Linked DNA regions of Mus musculus: regions 2, 3, 4 and 5 are each linked to region 1. The links are chromatin contacts, called in public HiChIP or PLAC-seq and promoter capture Hi-C maps. All regions are on one chromosome and are shown on one strand. Each heading gives the region's core, a stretch centred on a gene start, on an enhancer-like site or on the middle of the called end of the contact. The rest is flanking DNA. Distances are from core to core; before and after follow the strand shown.

What was found. Promoter capture Hi-C pulls out the DNA fragments that hold promoters and counts their contacts. HiChIP or PLAC-seq counts read pairs in DNA pulled down with a chosen protein or histone mark.
Region 2: a contact with region 1 is called in a promoter capture Hi-C map of hippocampal neurons, with 2.2 times the contacts expected there. The contact joins the promoter of Dgki here to the promoter of Zc3hav1l in region 1. A contact is called at or near these places in 4 of 39 promoter capture datasets (the 3T3-L1 cell line, hippocampal neurons, liver and 1 more).
Region 3: a promoter capture Hi-C map of hippocampal neurons shows a contact between it and region 1, with 4 times the contacts expected there. The contact joins the enhancer-like site here to the promoter of Zc3hav1l in region 1. A contact is called at or near these places in 8 of 39 promoter capture datasets (the 3T3-L1 cell line, embryonic stem cells, hippocampal neurons and 3 more), 2 of 115 datasets of contacts at active chromatin or transcription factors (both in embryonic stem cells) and 1 of 9 other capture datasets (embryonic stem cells).
Region 4: a promoter capture Hi-C map of embryonic stem cells shows a contact between it and region 1, with 4 times the contacts expected there. The contact joins the promoter of Akr1d1 here to the promoter of Zc3hav1l in region 1. A contact is called at or near these places in 5 of 39 promoter capture datasets (embryonic stem cells, frontonasal cranial neural crest, liver and 1 more).
Region 5: an H3K27ac HiChIP or PLAC-seq map of extraembryonic endoderm stem cells shows a contact between it and region 1, with 3 times the contacts expected there. The contact joins the enhancer-like site here to the promoter of Zc3hav1l in region 1. A contact is called at or near these places in 7 of 39 promoter capture datasets (3T3-L1-derived adipocytes, cranial neural crest, embryonic stem cells and 4 more), 1 of 484 Hi-C or Micro-C datasets (large pre-B cells) and 3 of 115 datasets of contacts at active chromatin or transcription factors (differentiating embryonic stem cells, extraembryonic endoderm stem cells and large pre-B cells).

Annotation. Positions count from the first base shown.
Region 1 is chr6:38,297,921-38,300,565 of GRCm38.p6, forward strand. It overlaps Zc3hav1l (zinc finger CCCH-type, antiviral 1-like), which reads right to left and starts at 1,339. Exons shown (of 4, transcript NM_172467.3): 1 at 944-1,339; 2 at 32-167. The coding sequence starts at 1,320.
Region 2 is chr6:37,298,654-37,301,298 of GRCm38.p6, forward strand. Dgki (diacylglycerol kinase, iota) reads right to left here and starts at 1,323. Exons shown (of 34, transcript NM_001081206.2): 1 at 910-1,323. The coding sequence starts at 1,295.
Region 3 is chr6:37,462,754-37,465,398 of GRCm38.p6, forward strand. No RefSeq gene overlaps it. Among named protein-coding and RNA genes, the nearest start is that of Gm33318, 22 kb to the left of the region's middle. Within about 2 kb of position 1,333, at least 160 of the 459 cell types and tissues checked have an H3K27ac peak or open chromatin away from gene starts, as enhancers often do. A contact at or near this core is called in hippocampal neurons and stem cell-derived epiblast-like cells, where this site is marked.
Region 4 is chr6:37,528,863-37,531,507 of GRCm38.p6, forward strand. It overlaps Akr1d1 (aldo-keto reductase family 1, member D1), which reads left to right and starts at 1,311. Exons shown (of 9, transcript NM_145364.2): 1 at 1,311-1,475. The coding sequence starts at 1,383. It overlaps Gm33429 (a long non-coding RNA gene), which reads right to left and starts at 2,541. Exons shown (of 4, transcript XR_868980.3): 1 at 2,318-2,541; 2 at 1,692-2,208.
Region 5 is chr6:37,591,260-37,593,904 of GRCm38.p6, forward strand. No RefSeq gene overlaps it. Among named protein-coding and RNA genes, the nearest start is that of Gm33429, 61 kb to the left of the region's middle. Within about 2 kb of position 1,307, at least 120 of the 459 cell types and tissues checked have an H3K27ac peak or open chromatin away from gene starts, as enhancers often do. A contact at or near this core is called in 3T3-L1-derived adipocytes, embryonic stem cells, extraembryonic endoderm stem cells and 1 more, where this site is marked.

The DNA of each region.
Region 1 (2,645 bases), core at 89-2,588:
ATGGTAGGATGGCGACTTCTCAAGGACTCACCTCTGGGAAAAGGCAGGGGTCGTTCTGCAAAAGCAGGATTCGCAGCTGCCCTTCATTGAGGCCAAAAAGCCCCCGGCTTTTCAGGACTTGGACGTTGATAGGTGTGTGGATATCATGGGACAGAGAACAGGTAGACCTAGAAGAGTTCAAAGCAGTCAGGAGGCCGGGTCAAGAAGAGGGAAGAGGCTGGTGGGTCTAACTCTGCCTAGGGCATTTCCACTTCACAAGTGAATTCCCCAAGTACTAATAAAACAATTCGGATTGAGGCAACTCAGCTTCCAGGGGTCATTTCCCTGTTCTGTGAGTACCCTACCCTCAGGCTTTTTTGAGATTACTTATCTGTTTTTGTAAAGACTAAAACGTAATCTTCAGGCCAACAACAGCTGCTGGCCTCTCTTTGTCCACCAACACTACAAAGAAAGCACTAGAAAGCTTCCCGGATTGCTGCAAAGCACTGGGCTTGGGCTATGCAGCACTATGCCCTCACCCCATCCTGCCACCAGTTTCCTGCGATTGGACACCAGATTTTTAAGCGCGAAAGGGCTGTGGTTATGGAAGGAGGGAGAGAAGGGAACAGAAGTTCCGCGGGCCATAAAGCCCCCAGGTGTCCCTCAAGCGGCATTTGGCATAAGTGAATTCAAAAGTGGCAACACGGATTCAACCGGGCTGCTGTTGTGGAACATCCTAGCATCCTGGGACAGGGACAGCAAATTGGGGGGCGGGGGGGGGGTGAATAATAAACCTCAGTGGAGAGACCTTCCATATTATTTCTCTCGGCGACTAGGTGCACAGGGCGGCCAGCGCGAAGGCCTTTGTCCCATCCCACCCAGGCTCGCCGAGAAGCATCCGGAAGGCGCATCCCGCCCGCCCGCACCCACTGCCCCGCTGGACACTGAGGACTCCGCCCCTCACCAGCAGTCGCGGTGGGGGCACTTGCCCAGCATGTGGCGGCGACACAAGTGCAGCTGGTCGCAGCCCTGACACTCCCCGCGCTGGTAGCGGGCGCAGAGGCGCGCGGAGGACACGGCCATCACCCTGCAGGCCGTGGCGCCGCCGCCTGAGCCCGCGCCCGCGCCCTCGCCCGCCGCCACCTCGGCCTCTGCGTCCCACGGGCCGTCGCGCAGCTCCACCTCCTGCAGCAGGAAGCGCTCTGGACCCGCGCGCCGCAGCACGGCCCGCAGCTTCGCCTCCGACAGCTCCACGTGGCCGCGCAGGTCCTGCAGGAACATGCGGCCGCCGTGAGCACACAGCACCTTGGTGAGGAACGCGCACAGAGTGAGGTCCGCCATGGCCCGCCAGCGCGTCCCCGCCAGCCCGGGGCCTCCAGGCTCCTCCCCGCCGCGGCCCCGACCGGAGCCTGCGAGCTGTAGGGGGCCGGGCCTCAGAAGGCAGGGCCTGAGCCCCTGCAACATTCCTGGCTCCTGGGTTCCTGGCAGATACCGGATAACAGGGAGGGCTGCAAAGAATGTAAACTGCTGAAGTGGTTCTCCCAGCCTGGGGGCGCGCGCCTGGAATGTTAGCTAGCACCTGGGAGGTGGGGGCAAGAAAAGGCCGAGATCAAGGCCAGCGTCCTTTGCAAAGGGGAGTTGGAGGCTAGCCTGGACTACATGACACCCTGTCTCAAAAAACCTAGTAAGGAACCAGCACAGTGGGTAAAAACTTCCTAAGTGTTGGGGTCCATGAGTCGCCCCACGAGCTTACACAAACCCCGATTTCAGTCAGATAGGGATGGTTTATTGAACACACACCATAATACTGATCAATCAGCTCCATGCCTCAGATGGGATTGAGCCATGATATTGTTGATTTTTCTCTGTCAGCTTATAAATAAACATTTTTCCTATTGTCAAATTGGTGACAATATACATAAACACCCACTAAACCTAAAAGGATTTTCCTTCCTAACAATGGACAAATTCCTAGCGTATTATTCCTCTACGGAGTGGTCGAGAGATATTCTATGGTTTCGTCGCTATGATTCCTTAATGGAAAAGAACCCTGTTGCTCCTGTAGAACCTGCCTTTCCCTGTGTTCCCTCCCTACTAAGAAACGGTTTACATGGAATCCTTATCTGCTTACCAGGGAGCCCAGCCGAAAATGTAAACTGAGAAGTGGTTCCTTGGGATTACCTTGTAAAGGGTCTGCTCTCAAACAATCCTTCTCTGTTTGCCTCTGAGAGAAGCCGACCTAAGATACAACTGAAAAAAGAAAGATTCAAGTTGAGAAAGGGGTTAGAGAGGAATGAAAACCACATGCACACAGAGAGAAGAGACGTTCAAGCAAGATAGAGATAGGGAAGAATTTTACTTCAAGGGCACTGATGTTGTAAGCAAGTGTATCCAGAAGTTTAATAAGACTGATTCTGTATGTTACAGAATAGATGGACTGGGAAGACAGCCCAGTGGATAAAACACTTACTAGACAAGTGTGAGGCTGGAATTTGAATGCCCAGATCCTATACAAATACAGGAAGATGTGGGGGCCACTTGTAATGCAAGCACTTGGTAGGCAGTGGCAGGATCCACAGGGGCAGCTAATTGGCTAGACTAACCAAATGGGTGAGATCCCGACTCAGCCAAAGACCTTGCCCTTAGAAATATATTCAATTTCAGAA
Region 2 (2,645 bases), core at 73-2,572, 1.0 Mb before region 1:
CTCTCGTGCCTGGGAATGGGAGAGCAGTGTAAGGAACCTATGAAATCTTCCCTTTGGTTTGGATCCTCACACAATTGGGGCTTCATAAAGCGTAATTGGGTGGACGTTCACCGTACACTGTCCTAGTGTCAAAGACACATCCAGCCTCAGGTGCCAGTGTGATCTCTTCTCACCAGCACTGGGACGGGGGGTGGGGGTGGGGTGGGGGCAGGGGGTTGGGGGGAGGTAAGCCTGGGAGTAGGCTGTCCACACTGAGAGAGGGAGAGAACACACAGGCATGTAACACCAACACCCACTGACATACTTACATACCTACAAGAAGAGACCCATAGCTCACTAGTCTTTAACAGACAAGAACGTCCCATAAGGATTTCTGTTCTGTATGGCTTATTCTTTGCTGCCTGTCAGAACAGATCTCAGCGATCCGGTTAGTGCCCAAGGCTCACCCAGTGAACTCGGCAAGGATGGGGGAGTGTGGAGATGACACTAGCCTAGGGACAACTTTGGCAACTCTTCTAACTGGGCATGTCTGGGTTTGCACCCCATACACTCACAGATGTGGTTTTGATCTTGTTCTGACCTTAGTGTTCTCTTCTGTTACAAGTGCACCCCTCCCTGGGTGTTACAGGGAGAAGAAGCTGGGGCACCCCACTTCTTCTCTTCAACCCAGAATTAGAGGATGAGAACAACATATCCCCAGGAGAGAGAGACAGATAGACAGACATACATAGAAGCAAAACCACGGAGGTACGAAGGTTGAAGAGAGAGAGAGAGAGAGAGAGAGAGAGAGAGAGAGAGAGAGAGAGAGAGAGAGAGACTGAACCCCAACTCTACAGAAGTGCCTCTCTGGAGCTAGAGCAAGTGTCCCCCGCCCTGGGCGGCACCTGTCTCGCTAGCTCCCGCGCCTACCTGTAAGAGACCTGCTTCCGGAAAGTTAAGTCCCTCAGCTTCTCCTCCAGCGCCTCTTCCTTCTCTTTCTGTCCGGCGGCCGCGGGCTCCTCCAAGGCAGCAGCAGCCGCTGCCCCTGCACCCCGCGGGTCCGCGCCGCCCTCGGCGCCCAGGCAGCAGCTCCCGGCGCCGCTTCCGCTGCTGCTGCTGCCACCCGTCGCCCCTCTCTCCTCTCCCGCCGAGGAGCTGGGGTTCATGGCGACCGCTCCGGCGGCCGCGAAAGAAGCCGAGGTGGTGCCGCTGCAGAGGCCGGTCGGGCTGAGGGCGCTGGAGGCGGCGGGAGCGCGGGCAGGTCCGCGCGCCGCTGGCAGGGGCAGCAAATGGCAGCCCCTTCCCGCAGCATCCATCCGCGGCTGCACCGCACCGGGGCATTGTGGGAAACTCCGTGCCTCCACTCCCCCTCCCCAACCAATCAGAGGCCACCTCTCTCCGCCTCCCCTCGGCCTCGCCCGACCAGCCGGCTCCCTCCAATTCTCCCACCCCTTCTCCTTTTTCTAAATCCAGAGCAAAAGCCGGGACTGAACTTGAACTCTGCCTGCAGGCAATGGATCGCAGTGGAGGAGAGAGGGAAAGGGTGGGAGCCGCGGGGCTTAGGACGCTGGGGACAAACACTGGTCATCAAGAAAGGAGAGTGCCCAGGGAAACTTGGAGGCAAGCCGGGTTGCCGCGCCCTGGTTAGCGCACAAGGGAAGCGGACCCGGACCCAGGAGCTACTCAGCACTGATGAGCTGCTGGGCACATCTCAGTCCAGTCCACTGATGACAGATGCCCGAGGCAGCATTTTGTCCGTCACCTTCTTGCAGCATCAGAGCTGGCGCCAAGCAGTAACCTCCAGACGTGGGGGACCTTTGGAGGCCGGGGTGGTGGGGTGTATCTGGAGGAACCTTGGGAGGAATTTTTTAACCATGTGAATTATGGAAGGGGCTAGATTTAAGCTCCCGCTTCTTCTTCTCAAGGAGAGGGTCGGTCGGGACATCTTCACCCATGAACGCCCGCGCCTAGATCCTTGCTTGGTGCCTTCTAAAAGCTTAAAGATGCTCCCTAAACAGCTGTTAATTAGATTGAATCGGATCACAGGATCCTCGGTGAAGCAGAAGGCTGAGAGCAGAAGTGGGGACCCGAGCGCCTCGTGCTGTGGGTTCCTATGCTAAGGGTTCACAAGAAGAGGACAGGAGGAGCTAGCCCAGGAAGGGGCTTCTACCGGTTCAGACACCAAGGCTGAAACCTAATGCGCTGGAGGAATGTAATGTCTGCTCTCTCAGTTTTTTGTTTCTAAGACTATTGAAATCTGTGCGGTTTGAACGATGGGCAACGAAGTGTTTAAGACAGATCATTTTCTAAATTAGATGTTTTTCACCCAGGAAATCTCTGCTGTCAGGAAACGCGAGAAAGATCTATGCTCAACAGTAAGTGCAAGTAACCAAACTACCTATGTAGATGTATGTGCTAGTAAAGATGGCCTTCTTTTGCCCTAAAATTAGGAGGTTGAGCAAAGGAATCTCAAGCCTCGCCCAGCTCTCACGGTGTGCAGTTCCCCTCACATGTACATTATATAAGACAGGGCAGGGACTTTTTCAGGGAGAAAGGGAAAAAGACTACCTGTTGGGGATCAGCACTACACACACACACACACACACACACACACACACACACACATACACACATACACACACATACATGCATACACACACATACAT
Region 3 (2,645 bases), core at 83-2,582, 840 kb before region 1:
CACGGAGATAAGAAGACCATCTGAATTCTTCTTCTCTAGCATTTCCAGCTCACCTAAGGGGGTCAGGGGTGACACAGATCTGTCCTAGCTCTGAGTCACTGTCCAATGGCCTACAGACCAAAACCTGTTAACTGGGCTGCAGAAACTGCAATAGTAGACTCTACTATTATCGTTGAAAATCCCAACCCCATTCTACTAGTAATTGGCAGGTTCAGTAGGTAGAAAATTGTGAAAGACACAGTTGAACTGAATAACACTGTCAACCAACTGGATGCAACTGGTACCTATAGAGTATGACATCCAACAATAAAGATTTATTTCAAGCTCATCCAAAACAATCAGCATTGTAATTCATACCCTGGACCACACAAACACACTTCAAATATCCTAAATAGGGCTGGAGAGATGCCACCATGAGGCTGCTTTTTCTAGCCTAGTTTTCCAGCACCCACACAGTGGCTCACAACCACTTGTAACTCTAGTTCCAGTTCTAGTTCTGACATTCTCTTCTGGCCTTTGTGGGCATCAGGCATGCATGTGGTATACATACGTAGAAACATTCAGGCAGACACTCATATATAAACACTCACAGATAAAAATAAGTAAAAAAAATTGAAACAGGGTCTCATACTTCATGGCTGTGGCTTGTGTGAAACCTGGAATGTAGATAGGCTAACCTCAGACTCAGAGATCTATTCACCTGTGTCCTTAGTGCTAGGATTAAAGGCCTGCACTTCTGCACTTAAATAAAAATTATACAAAGCTCACAAATGGAAATGGGAATAAACTAGAAAACAATAATGGAAAACTGAGAAACTCCATAAAATACTTGAGATTAAAGGGCATAATTCTAAGTAAATGTGAGTCAATGATGTCACAAGAGAGGTAACTATAACTCACCAACATTTGCTTAATACAAACTGGGCATAGTAATACTTGCCCATAGTCCTTCCTAGTACTGAGCAGGTTGAGCCAGGAGAATCAGTTTAAGGCCAAGGATAGCCAAAGCTATATACCAAGACCTTCTCAAGGAACAAATAAAACAAGAACAAAAAGTATCCCAACAACTGAGGGCTGGTTCCCTTCTAGTTCTGGTGGGCAACCAAAACTGCTGTTGGCAAGACCTTATCCCTGAAGACATCAAATGTTCTGGTGACAGGGCATGGAGAAATTAAGCTAGAACTGGGCTGGAAGTCTCCTCCCTGCTGGAGAGCCCTAACTATGCTAGACAAAGCTGAACCCACTGCAAGAGGAAAGCGTCGTCAATGGTCTTACTCAACTGTAGATGGAGCCTGTGTGCAGCAATGATGACCAGCCACTCAAGATGTGTTCAGTGGAACAGTAGTGGCTTCACAGTTAAAGAGGTATACACTTGCTTTCAGATTGGGTTTGTGTTGGGAGCCGCCCCCACATTCGCCGTCACAAGATGGCGCTGACATCCTGTGTTCTAAGTGGTAAACAAATAATCTGCGCATGAGCCAAGGGTATTTTATGACTACTTGTACTCTACCTTTCCCGTGAACGTCAGCTCGGCCATGGGCTGCAGCCAATCAGGGAGTGATGCGTCCTAGGCGAAATATAACTCTCCTAAAAAAGGGGACGGGGTTTCCGCCATTCTCTCTCGCTGGCATCTCTCTGGCTCTGCGCGCCCTGCGCTCGCTCGCTGCCTAAAGATGTAAACAATAGAGCGCGCGCGCCGGAGCTCTGGCTCCTAAAGATGTAATTGAAGGGGCTTTCGTTTTTGGGGCTGGGCGCTGGGCGCTTGCCCTCCTGGCTCCCAAAGATGTAAGCAATAAAGTTTTGCCGCAGAAGATTTTGGTTTGTTGCGTCTTTCCTGGCCGGGCGTGAGAACGCTATTAAGAGGTTTGGGGTCCACTCTGCATCTGGTACTATAAACCTGGTCAAAAGTCCATGGTTGAGAAGGTCGGAGACCATAGTATAGGCGTCCTTTTCCCTCCCTAAATGGATATGATGTGCTCATCAGATGTCTTCTGCACAATTGTATTTATGTGTATAGATTAGTGCTGCTGTCTGCTTTACTCAGAGAAACTGCCTTCTGCAGTAGGTTCCTTGTAGTCTCAGCACTCAGGAGATGGAGGTAGAAGAATCAAGAGTTGAAGGACAGGCCAGGTGGTAGCAGAACAAGCCTGTGATCCCAGCACTTGGGAGGCAGATGCAGGTGGATCTCTGTGAGTTCAAGGCCAGCCTGGTCTACAAAGCATGCTCTAGAATATCCAGAATAGCAAGGGCTGTTACACAGAGACAACTTGTCTCAAAAACAAACAAACAAAAAACACAAAAAAATTCAAGGACAGTCTCAGCTACATAATAAATTCAAGGTTAATCTAAATGACACCCTGTCTCAAGCAACAATGGCAGCAAAAACAATAAAAAAACCAACTAGCCAACCAAACAACCAAACCAAAAAACCAAACCAAACCAAAACAAAACAAAACAAAAAAACCCTATTTTTAAAAATGGGGGATACAGTAAAAGCAACAGTAAGAAAATATAGCATCAAAATATATGCAAAGAAAATATGAAAGATGACAAAAATCAATCTAAGGTTTCACTTTAAGAAACTAAAAACCAGGGCTGGAGAGATGGCTCTGTTGGTAAAGTGCATGCATGCAAGCATGGTGGCT
Region 4 (2,645 bases), core at 61-2,560, 770 kb before region 1:
AGAGTTGATTTATCTCTGAAATTTTGTTACAGAAAGGAAAGGGCTGACTCCATAGGTCCCTTAGTTACTTCGTAGCCACCCTAGGCATCTGATTAATTAATGCAATGTTAACTTTCATTTCTTTTTCTTTTTTGTTTCTGGTTTCTCTGTGTAGACCTGTCTGTCCTGGAACTCGCTCTATAAACCAGACTGGCTTTAAGAGATTCCCCGGCCTCTGCTTGCCAATGTGTCTACCACCACCAGTGGGCCACTTGTAATGCCAGAATGTTCAAACTCAAGTAAATATTATTTATCATGACTTCAAAGTAAGAGATCATTGGTTCTGGTCATTCAACTGTCAAAGGGAAACTGTACAATGATTGCTTTAAGTGAAAAGATAAAGTGTGACGTACGGATGTGTAGGAAACTGTAAGCTCTATGTGCAGTTTCAGACATCTGTTGTGGACCTTGGAAACATATCTCTCATAGATAAATAGACTACTATACTAGAAAATGGTGTTTGGGGAGTTATTTAGGCTCAACGAAGGCATGAGAGCTATGGCCTCATGATTCTTACCATTAGAGATCCAGCCCCATCACCTCACTCCCAATATGGGCTAATTTCTTTATCGTTTAAGGAAATTGAGGGTAAATCTCTTATTTGCCAACAAATCCCCCCCCCCCCCCGGACAGAAACCAGGTAGATTGCTTTTCTTGAACAAACTGTTTTCCTTTGCAGGACACTAAGCATAACCCTTCAACAGGTTTACTAGTTTCAGGCCTCTGAGGATGTTCCAAACAAAAAACAAGTAAACAAATAACAACAACAAAAAACACTGCCGTACTGGCTGGTTTGTGTGTCAACTTGACACAGGCTGGAGTTATCACAGAGAAAGGAGCTTCAGTTAAGGAAATGCCTCCATGAGATCCAGCTGTGGGACATTTTCTCAATTAGTGATCAAGGGGGAAAGGCCCCTTGTGGGTGGCACCATCTCTGGGCTGGTAGTCTTGGTTCTATAAGAGAGCAGGCTGAGCAAGCCAGGGGAAGCAAGGCAGTAAAGAACATCCCTCCATGGCCTCTGCATCAGCTCCTGCTTCCTGACCTGCTTGAGTTCCAGCCTTGACCTCCTTTGGTGATGAACAGCACAATGGAAGTGTAAGCTGAATAAACTCTTTTTTCCCTAACTTGCCTCTTGGTCATGATGTTTGTGCAGGAATAGAAACCCTGACTACGACAACTGCCTAGAGTTTTCAGAGAGATTGAGAAATCTGTTTGTCTATCATCTTTCCCCACCCTGCTCCTCCTCCTAGTGCTCAGTTCTTTTATGCAATAGGCACCTTTTCAAATAATGTGCCTCTGCCCTGTTCAGAATCACCCCAGAAGCTTCAGATTCTTCTCTACGATGAACCTCAGCGCTGCACACCACCAAATATCCCTAAGTGATGGGAACAACATTCCACTCATTGGGCTTGGAACCTACTCAGATCCTAGACCGGTATGTATATATTCGTGTGTGTGTGTGTGTGTGTGTGTGTGTGTGTGTGTTTGGTGGTGGTGGTGTATGTTGCCTAAACCGATTTTAAATCAGAAGTCAAATTCTATCTGGCCACATTTTTATGTGACCATCCACAGAGTACAGGCTTCAAAGAGTAAAAATAAAGTCACAACATTTTAAGTCTGTGAGTTTGTGGAGAGATGCATTCATAGTCACCTTTGTCCAGATGTGGTCTGTTGGCTACAGGCTAGACTCATCTGTAAGCATGAGTCTATAGAAGCTTCCAGTATGAAGAGAGTGTCTTGCTATGTAGGCATCCTTACCTGTGGAAGCAGAGAAGGTGGAGTTTGGTTCTAGAACTATGCCTAATATCTGAAAACAGTGAAAGGAGAGGAACCACCATCACCACACAGAAGAGTTTCTGCATGGTTGTTTCCCTGAGTTGCTTTGATCCTGTGGTAATGCTGACTCTCAAGGTGGTGAACATCGTGAAGCAACAAGGGTGTCTTTGTGTTGACTGGGAAGCAAACTCCAGTTGAGGGTGTCAGAGGAGCGGCACTGGGGTCTTTATGCTGCCCATGTGTGATCATGCATACTTCCACTCCTCATCAACTACAAATCCCTCATTCCTTACCTTACGCTCCAAGCCTTTATAGGTTAGCCTTTATAGGTTAGCTGACTTGTCTATCCAGCCCATTAGCCACTCTCCGTACATGCAGATCATGACCTAAGGCTGGGGAGAGGCACAGTGGGTGAAGTGTTTGCTTTACAAAGGTGAGGATCTGAATTCACATACCGCTTCCCCACCCCCCATCCCCCACCCCCACTCCCCCGGCACTCACATAAAAAGCCAGGCATGGTGGCTTGTGCCTCTGACTCTAGCTCTATGTAGGGAATGACAGGCAGATTCCATTTCCTCATTGGCCAGCCAGTCTAGTCAAGACCTAGAACTCCAGATTCTCCTGTTCTTCCATAGAGTCCCCAAGCTTCACCTACTGTTTGACTGTGGATGTCTGCATCTGTCTGAGCTAGCTGCTGGGTGGAGCCTCTCAGAAGACAGCCGTGCTAGATTCCTGTCTGCAAGCATAATAGAGCATCATTAATAGTGGCAGGGATTGGTGCTTGACCATGAGATGGGTCTCAAGTTGGGCTGGCTATTTTTTAAAGATA
Region 5 (2,645 bases), core at 57-2,556, 710 kb before region 1:
GTGGGAAGAGAGAAATGTCACACATGATATGATGCAAAACTCAATTTCCTATTACTCCATTAAAAAAAAATCTAGTAGGAGGACCATGGTATATTTGTATATAATTCATTGACAAAGCTGATTTAATAATCATGTGTTTTTCACACATGTTAGTATTTTATAAGTCCTACCCCCGACCCCTAGTTCCGGCCCTGATCCACCCTGTCCCAGCCCCAGCACCAGGTCCCACCCCTGTCCCAGCCCCAGGCCCCTTCACCTTGCTTTAATCTTCTGCATAAGCAGAAAAGGAGGAAGGAGAGGAAGGGAAGAAGAAATTGAGTTTGGTAATCCTCGACCAGGATGCCAGCCGTTCTGAGGCGATATTATCAGTCGCATTATCGGTTCTAGAAAAAGCATGCTCAGTAACATGAAAACATGCTCAAATTATATAAGCATGTGCAAATTGTTATGATACTGAGCAAGATCGTGGATAGATATATCCAGTGATTCACAAGCAAAACCTCCGTTGTTTCTCAATTTGGGGAATGATATTCTCCAAAATGTTTATTTGTTTCCAGTCTTTTTTGCTCCATTGTTGCTTTTAATAACATTTTTAGGCCAGCAATTTACTTAAAGAGAAGAAAGAACTGAGTGCACAGAACTGTCCTCTGACCTAAGGACATAAATGTGTCTACTGAAGTATTTTATCATGAGTATAACGACAACCCCAGTACACAAATTCCTTCATTTGCTCGTGGCAGTTTCTTAGAGTTTTTCTCTTCTCTTTCTCCACTCTAACTGGAGGAACACCACTATTTCCATCATCGCTGACCAGAAGGCTCCTCATCTGACTTTAAAAGTCTGAAAGACTGAGTGTTGGAAAAGAATAATCTCAATGTTGCAGGAAGGATCACATGAATAGTGAGGAAGTAACTCCAAGGCGATTTCCTTTTGCAAAGAGAGTGCATCACATCCCGAACAGGGCCAGCACGGGAGCCTGATGGTCATCCCTAGAGAAAGGCGGCAGCGACAGTTGGTTATTTCTCTTCGATTGGGCGGTCAACCTCGCAGACTAGTTCTGATTGGCTAATTTGGAAAGCTGCAGGAAGGAAGCAAAGGAAAGAAGAGAGGGACGGGCTACTGTCCAATCCATCCGTTCCAGGGATTTAGCAGGTCTTGTGCATAAACAAAAGTTTTACCAGGTAGAGTTTGAATCCCTTCACACATACATTTTTACAAGGTAAGAGAGGTTTTGTAGAATACTGGTGCTTGGCAGGCTAGCTGCCTTTGATGGGGGAAGGGAGGATTTCTCAAGAGCAAAGGTCAGGGGAGGCCACTAGGGGAGCCCAAGTCTATCTTTGTTTTAGCTCGGGCACTGTGAATAACAAACGCCCTCTTCTCAAAAGGAGGCAGAATATGGGAAAAGATCCTTCTCAAGTCTGATTTCTCATAATCTCCGAAAGGAAAGCCTTCTACATCCTGCTTGCTAAGCCTCCCATAAGGAAAAATTACTATTCATTTGCCTACGCTCACACATTCACACAGTTTCCTCTGGATTCTAATCTTCTCGTAATGGAGAACAAAGGTCTTCACAGTACTACTAGGCTTTGCCCTCTAGTTCAGGTTTAGAAACCGCTGGGCTCTCTTGCCTCTGGGCGAGCCTGTCTACTGCATTTCACAGAGGAGGAAGAAACGAAAAGCAGAGGAAAGACTGTATAGCCCTAAGCTTTTTTTCTTCACTTCTGTACGATCTGCCTAGGAATCCCCAAAGCAAGTAGAAGATAAATAAGCCCTGGTCTATTCTTCCTTTGTTTGAGATTTAACTCTCAAGGAGATTTCCTTCAAGGATTGGATTTGAGGAGGCCTTTTCACTTTGTATAGATGATTTGAGCAGATCATTTGCATCTATAAAGGGACGGAGGAAACCCTGAATGGTGGCCACTTCTATAGAAGAAACAGTGAAGGAGCTTCGTGAATTTATTCTACCCTGCGCATGGGAAAAGCACAGAGTAGAGTTTTCAGGGCCCAAATATCATCCCTAAATAGCTATAGCTCTCTTTGCAATCGCTTCACGTCACCAGTTTCAAAGCTACAATCCCCGGAAAACAAAAATTCCAGATAGTCTTAGTCATATTCTCTCTCTCTCTCTCTCTCTCTCTCTCTCTCTCTCTCTTCGTGTGTGTGTGTGTGTGTGTGTGTGTGTGTGTGTGTGTGTGATCCAGTATTAAATACAATATTAACCCAGTGTAACCAGCAAGTCAAGAAAAATGATAACTACAAACTGAAAACCTTGGAGCCTCTTCTATCAACAGATTTCTTTCACAAATCAGATACTGCTCAAGCTATATGTTCTCATTTGTTCTCAGTTAAGTGATGCTCCCCTTATTAAAGCCAAGTAGACTTTCCTAAGAGAAATAACAAAATAAAATGCAGAGCAACTGAACAACAACAACAAAAAAAAATGATTACAATTAAGGAGATAATAAAGAGGAAAAGAAGAGCAGACATAAATCACAACAAATGGAACAGAGGCAAGATCCAAGTTATAATACCATACAGGTCTATTTATGATTTATATATCATGGGCTAGGAGGATTTTTTTTTTTCACTGTGGAGGAGGGGCTGTGAACAAAGAGTGCTCATGCACACCCGGGGAACAGTGTCAG